Regions from separate parts of the Zea mays genome. Here region 1 is linked to region 2. The links are chromatin contacts, called in public Hi-C maps. All regions are on one chromosome and are shown on one strand. Each heading gives the region's core, a stretch centred on a gene start, on an enhancer-like site or on the middle of the called end of the contact. The rest is flanking DNA. Distances are from core to core; before and after follow the strand shown. Region 1 has its middle 6.9 kb from the start of LOC109945197. Region 2 holds the start of LOC100282553 (RGG repeats nuclear RNA binding protein).

Region 1 (3,822 bases), core at 410-2,909, 180 kb before region 2:
CTAGTACCTTAATGGTTAACTAAAAGAGACTAAATTATATTAATTCCAACTTTTGATCTTCATTTATTTCAGTTGCATTAATGGTATGAGAATGCTAATTAATATTTTGGCCCTTGTTATGAGTCATTTAATACATTCTGAATATTTGTAGTCCTGAAATCAAACCGGATAGAGACTAAACTTTAGTTTTTGGACTAAAGGAATCAAATATGTCCTAAGACCATTATCAATGGATAGATCTACTTCTTATGCTGCTATTAGCGGCACAGCGCGGTCGAATTAAGGCCCTGTTTAATTTTTTCAGTCACCTGATTAAACTTTATTGATTAAAATTTAGTCACTAAATTACTCTATTTAGTTTCAGTAACTAAATCTGACTAAATAACATTATTTACCATGCATCAAGACCGCACGACCCCCTATTTAATAGGGCGCACGGGGGAAAACATGATACCAAATGCAGCAAAAAAACGCTACTATAGTCCTTGGTGAGTGGAGGAGTAGACTTTAGTTGGGGTTTTCAGTTACCCGGTTTGTATTTTTAGGAACTAAAAGTAAACTATAGTTTAACCATTATTAAAGTTTAATCACCCTAAACCAACAGGCCCTTAATACTCGTTGCCCTCGATTTCTCGCGGAGGAGGGCGCTGGTGACCAGCTGGTGTACAGTACAGTGCTGCATTTCTTCAAGCTAGTGGCTGGTACCTGCACCTGCACGTCAGGAAAAGGAATACGCGGGTGGCCGTTTCAATTGCACTTGCGCGTCGTAAAAAGTCGACATGGACAACCGCCTCATGCGAGGAGTCTCGACACGTGCTCGGTATTTATTTGCGTGGAGAAAAGTCTGAAGGGCATCGATGCGTAGCGTGCCGAGTCGTTCGACGCATCTCTTTCGGCCCGACCGTGGGTCGTTGGACTAATGGATGGGAACGGGTACGCGACGGATGGGCATCACGGAGTACTACGCAGTACTACTACCCTTGCGCACGTGGCGCGTCGTTGGGCTGTTTTTATTAAGAGCTCTCTCATCTCATTTTCTATCACAACTCTTATTTTTAACTTCACTTTATAATTAGTCTCAGCGACCAAAGAGACGTTTCTTTCCACGCTATACGGTAGCTGTAGCTCGATGATTACGTGCGCGTGTACAGGACTGTGCCGACCGGTGGGCTTCCAGATTCTGGACGACACTCTGTCATCATCTTGTTAGGATGTCATTTGAGAATTCTTTTGCCTAGTATTTTCTTTTCAGTTCTCATAGATCCTTGGTATACTACTTGCCCCAATACTTGGCAGATCGAAGTCAATGCCAGCGCACGAACACAGCTGGACCTGGGGCGCATGCAGTGCAGCTTGAGCGACCTGCGGTCTGCGGACATCTGAGGTCGCCGATGGAGACAGGTCATGTGACGGCGTGGACGGGCCGGTTTCTAACGCCCAGTCCAGGTCCAGGCGTTACCTGACTGGGCTGTTGCATGGGAAAGCAAGCAAGGGTATGCGCGCGACATGTGAGTTGTTCAGTCAGATTGCATTTAGTAGGGAGGGGCAGTAGTTTTGTTCTGTTTTTTTTTTTTCTTGTCCGTCGTCGGTGGTGCTAGCCTCCTCACTCTGTCCTACAGGAGCTACCTACCTAGGCTCCATTCGGTGTATGCAGTGCACTGCTCTTCGTGACCACAGGCAGCTGACCTAGCACTGCAGATGATGCTGGTGCACTGCAGTCACCTGCCTGCCACCATGCTGCTGCTGTAACGTGGTGGTGGGATTGGAATGTGTGGCGCGCGCCGGGATGGCCAAACGCTGGGCGTACAGGTTTGCTGTGATCAGCACGGGTTAAGAACCGAATGCTGAATGTATATTTATTGCTATAGTCCTTGTGATCAGCACGCGGAAACTATTTTGGCCCATGAAAGTTTTCGTGTTATTTTCTGTTGTCTAATGGGCCCTTATTGCAAAAGCTCATGTACACGAGAACTATGTAAATGGAGTTAGAGTCTGTTTGATTGGGCTGTGGCTGTGAAAAAAGCTGTTGTGGGCTGTGAGCTGTGAGAAAAGCTGTTGTGGGCTGTGAGCTGTTAAAAAGCTAAAAAGTGTTTGGTGGAAACCACTAAAAGTCGCTAAAAGTTTTTCCATATATATTTTCACAGTTCCATCTAAAAGCCGCTAAAAGCGGGTCTATAGGTGCTTTCAGTTTTGCACTATAAGAAAGTCGGCTTTTAGAAAAAACTGCTTACTAGATCCAGCCCTTTGATTTGGCTTTTAGGGGATAAAAGTCAAAGCCAAAAGACAAACCAAACACGCACGTGTACTATAGTAGTGAGACTCATCCTAGCGGCTGCCTCTCTTCCTAGGGCTGCAGGTCGCTGTTTCTCTCTCTCTCTCTCTCTATGTGCACGGTGTTTTTTTTATCTCTACACGTACGTGTGGATAACACGTAGAGACATTGTTCTTGTAGCGGCGTGTTGATCAACAACCAATGTGACTAGTACGAGTGAATCTGATGATGGTGCTGCTGATACGTGAGAATGTTGTAATCCTGCTGCATCGTCAACCGCGCGCTGCGCAATAGTGGTGATAGCGCTATCTCTACCGTCGTCTGCTCGTATATGTCTCCACAGTCAGGAGGAGGGAACGCAGTCAGTCATGAGATGTGACCCTGATCGATCCAGCACAGTACTGCCGCTTTTAGGCATCGGATGGCATGGCATCCAATGACCCAGCGCCATCGGCTATCTTGTCCTGAATCCTGATTGATTGGGAACGGGACGTACGGGAGGCGGGGAGTCTGCGTCCATGTATCTATCAGACCACCACCAGCGTGATGAGTTCGTCTGCCATCTCTGTCGTGCATATATATGCATGCGCATCATATCGACCCCGTGCAGTATGCGCATGCACACACACAGAGAGACACAGCTCAATCACGGAGTCCACCACGGTTCCTCGGCGAACAGGCAAACAAGACAAACGACCCCATTTGCATCTCCATCATGCCGCGCCTTCCTCCAAGTCTCATACAACCGCGGGGGAGAGGGGGGATGCATGCGCTTGACGGCGCCGTTGCCCACTCGCGCTCGTCGCAGCTCGCAAGGGGCATCCATCCATCCACCTGATAAATCCATGGGCCGGACAAGAAGGGCATCATCGCGTATAGTAGTAGCGTTAGCAGTCGCGCAGCCCAGCGGCATACGTACGTACGTACGTACCCATCGTCGTCTATTCCGTCCGGTCACCTCACGTACTGGCCTGACCACCCATCTGACCCGATCCGCGTGCGTCCAGCGGACACGGCTGGCCGCAGGTCGCTCGCGGCACAGTACGTACAAGAGCATGCATGCATGTAGTAGAGCAGGCACGGCGGTCGCGGTGCGAACAGTGATCTGACTGGCCGTCCCAAGGGTCCACAGGCAGGGACAGCACCAAACGATGTACGTACACCTGTAATGTAATATATATATATATATATATACTAGCTGTATGCCCGTACGTTGTTACGGTGACAACATGTTATGAAAAAATACATTAATATGCAGGAACATTAATCATCATTCCACCTATATGCTCCCCAATGAACAAACTGATGTCAAAAAAACCAAAAGGATGATAAAAAAATCATCAACCAGCTAGTTCATACAAGAGAGTAGCGCTTTCCCAGTCAGCATCCCACATTTTCCCAATCAATATTCCGCATTGTAAAATTCAATTTGGTTCTACAAAAAAGTATATTCAAGAAACAATTGAACGGACTCCATCATAAGTTAATGGCACATTGACATATAGTCGAAGTAAAAGCAGAAAAATGTAGCACAATCGCAAACTTGAAGA
Region 2 (3,324 bases), core at 761-3,260:
GCCTTCAATGCAAGTAGTGCTTTCCTCTTCTCCTCTCTTATTTTCTCAAATTCCTCCAGAGTCATCTCCTGCATAGCTGAATATTAGGAAGTAGATCGATCTGCACCAATATCATTACAAGGGCCAGGAAATAGGCTTAGGCTTTAGCTTATTCAGAAAACAGTTGAAGGTGGTACATAGTGATTTTCTCCCTGGACAGGATACCTCATTACTGTTCTTAACAAACGGTAATAACAAAATTAAAATTGGCTTCCCCAAAGACATTACACAAAAAAGACCAAGTTACTTGTCATTGTACTAGGAACTAAATAAAATAGGTTACGGAATTCAAAATTGAATGGTTCTACCCTAAGCAATTTCTAATCTCAGACTCCAAACCAGTCATCAGACAAACATCACATGATCGCAACCCCACTGTCTTACAGTCTAAGATCACGCATATACCACAGTCATATCACAGAAGACACAGCACATCATAATTGGGCAAACAATGTCACTTAAACATTAAATGGACTTAAAAGTGGATAAAACCAAATAAGTTGTCACCTTGTCCTCTTCCTTTTCTTCCTCCTCATTTGCAGTAGCATCCTTGTTATCTTTGTTCTCATCTGCTGCTGGGGCATCATTCTGCTCACCTTGTTTCTCAGCAACAGGAGCAGCCTCCTCCATCTTCGGAGAGTCCTCTGCATCCCTAGTCACAGAGGGCTTCATTAGTACAATTAAACCTTCCAGAGGCATAGTCACAGAAATACTATGCTAAAAACAATATACTAGTCTCCTTACTGGGCAATAAGTTCATCAGTGGCAGTGCCCCAGTTCCCACGCCCTGCGCCATCACGCTTCATCTCATAGCCATGGCCAGTCCCGCTGTGGCGCTCATAGTTTCTCCGTGGTGGCCTCTCAGAGTCATCAGCAAACTCAACATTCCTGTAACCACCACGTCTGCCTCCGCCACGGTACGGGGGACGAGTCTCTCTCTCCCTTTCTCCTTCAGATCCACCAGTTACAGCACCATCCCCATAGCCTCCGCCACCATAACCTCCCTGGAACTCATTGCCATTGTCACCACTGAAGCCACGGTTCTGGCCATATCCCCGTCCACCTCTGCCACGGCCACGTTCACCACGGCCAAAGCCTCCACGAGCTGATGAGCCACCGCCGCGTGCATCCCGAACTGAAAAAAAATGTATAATACAATGGGTCCAAATGAATATTCGTGCTTTCAGGAAATGGAGGCAATAAAAAACCATTTGATATGAACTCAGGCCTGAAGAAAGGTAAAATCCACTTTGCAGCAGCGGAAAACTCGTCATCAAAGTTTACAACTAGCATGATGCGGGATGGATAAAAAAATTCAGAAATATGCTCAAAAGCAGCATTTCGAAATCTGCGAGGGGCACAAGTGCCCGGAGAGCCAGATCTAGCGCAGTAAACAATCACAACTCACCCGTCTGCGAGGGAGGAGCGGGCTTGGTCGGGAACTTGGTGGTCGCCGCAGGCTGGGCAGCCTTCCCAGCAGGCGCCACGGCGGACTTCTTCGCCTCGGCTTTCTGAGCAGCAGCCGCCGCCGCCGCAATCAGCTGCGTCGGGTCGTCGTTGTCGTCGGCGCCGAGGAGTTCGAAAGGGTTGAGGGTGGCCATGGCAGCGGCGGCGGGGAATACTTCAGTAGGATGGCGAAGTACCTGATGAAGATAGTAGATACAAGCACTAGCAGCTTCGCCGGACGGGTTGGGCCGCCATTAGAATGGAGATGAAAGGAGAGTGAGGGGGAAGAAGAGGGTAGGTAGGGTTTTGGGCAGCGGCGGCGGCGGCGGCGGCTAGAAGATGGAAGGGACCGAGGGAAGGTGTGACAAGAAAAAACCCTAGCCGCACTCCTAAGCGATCATATCCTTCCGACTCCGTACCTTTTCTGCTCGGAAGCTCTAGAATTACGTTACTAACCTTGAGATTGAGAATTAATTACAATTTTGTAATTACGCTAATGGCCTTGAGCCCTTGAGCTTGAGAGGCAATTGCCATAGCCCCGTGGATCGAAGGGGTATATGTGGAATGGAATTTATAGGATTTACGGTTTGGGAATTTTTTTTCATCTGAGTTGAGATGCTCGTGGGTTTGGGAATTTTTTTTCATCTGAGCCGTTAACTGCAAATCGAACGGATGAACTTCTGATAGAAAGATGTGTGGGCTTTTTTAGAAGAAAAGTGTATGGTTTGGCTTCGCTAAATTTACCAACACATTTTTGCTCAAGACTATTGAGCTTAGTGTTGACATTTTTTTCGGCGTCAATCACTCAATACGAACCTTGGCGTGCTCTCTGCACAAGGGCGGACGGTCTGCGGCCTGACGCAGGGCTAGGGTTTCCTGTCTGACGCCCGGACGGTCCGCGCGTGCGCAGGGGGCGGCGAAGGTCGCTGGCGGCGCCTGGATCTCGCTCCCGGGAGGGACCCCGTCGGGGAGGAGAGATCCTAGGTGATGTCTAGGCTCGGGCAGACCGACTTAGACTCTTCTAATCGACGTAGAGTCGAAGAGAAGCGGAGAATTTGGGGATTGAGAGGCTAAACTAGAACTAGACTAGAACTACTCCTAATTGTACAGGAAATAAATGCGAGATAAAAATGTTATTGATTCGATTGATGGTTACAAATCGGTCGTATACCTCTGTATTTATAGAGGAGGGGGTTGGACCCTTTACAAACTAATCTCCCGAACTAATTCCGCGGATGTAGCTAACAATCGTAGCACAAAACTCGGAACTCTAATCTATTCTGCGCACGTGTGGACCATCCGGCCCACAGGCGCGGACCGTCCGGACCGCGGACCATCCGGCCCTAGGGTCGGACCGTCCGGCGGTCTCAATTTGGTGCTCAACATATGCCCACGTGCCTTTTGGTGGAGATGAGCGAACCAAAAGCAACTAACTCGATGCGATCACATCGGTTTTCTTAGGCATCTTGCCACCTACTAGGATAGTACGCAAGGGTCTTGGTCCCGATGGTTAACTCAACGGACGTGACCCGTTTAGCTTTGATCGGACTGTCAGTCCCAGTATCGCCGAGTGTCGTACTAGTCCTGACCAATTTGTCATCTTGCTTTCCTAATTTTCTGAGTGTTCTGGCGTAGCGCCGTAGTCGACCAGGTCTTCTCCTTGCAGACCGTGGAACCCTAATTTGTTCTGCGCACGCGCAGACCGTCCGGCCCACAGGCGCGGACCGTCCGGTAGTCTCAATTTGGTGCTCAACACATAGTCTCGACATAGCATAAAATCCAGCACATGTCTAACTTTTTTATTAGTTGTGATGACTTTATATTTAACCAAATCAATTT

The links. A called contact is a pair of places that touch in the nucleus more often than the background predicts.
Region 1: a Hi-C map of tassel shows a contact between it and region 2, with 1.9 times the contacts expected there. The contact joins the enhancer-like site here to the promoter of LOC100282553 in region 2. A contact is called at or near these places in 2 of 25 Hi-C or Micro-C datasets (leaf and tassel).

What each region holds. Positions count from the first base shown.
Region 1 is chr3:207,885,323-207,889,144 of Zm-B73-REFERENCE-NAM-5.0, reverse strand. It overlaps the pseudogene LOC103652511. Among protein-coding and RNA genes, the nearest start is that of LOC109945197, 6.9 kb to the right of the region's middle. Within about 2 kb of position 1,659, at least 19 of the 20 cell types and tissues checked have an H3K27ac peak or open chromatin away from gene starts, as enhancers often do. A contact at or near this core is called in leaf and tassel, where this site is marked.
Region 2 is chr3:207,704,040-207,707,363 of Zm-B73-REFERENCE-NAM-5.0, reverse strand. LOC100282553 (RGG repeats nuclear RNA binding protein) reads right to left here and starts at 2,010. Exons shown (of 6, transcript NM_001294266.1): 1 at 1,448-2,010; 2 at 784-1,174; 3 at 547-691; 4 at 1-68. The coding sequence starts at 1,640.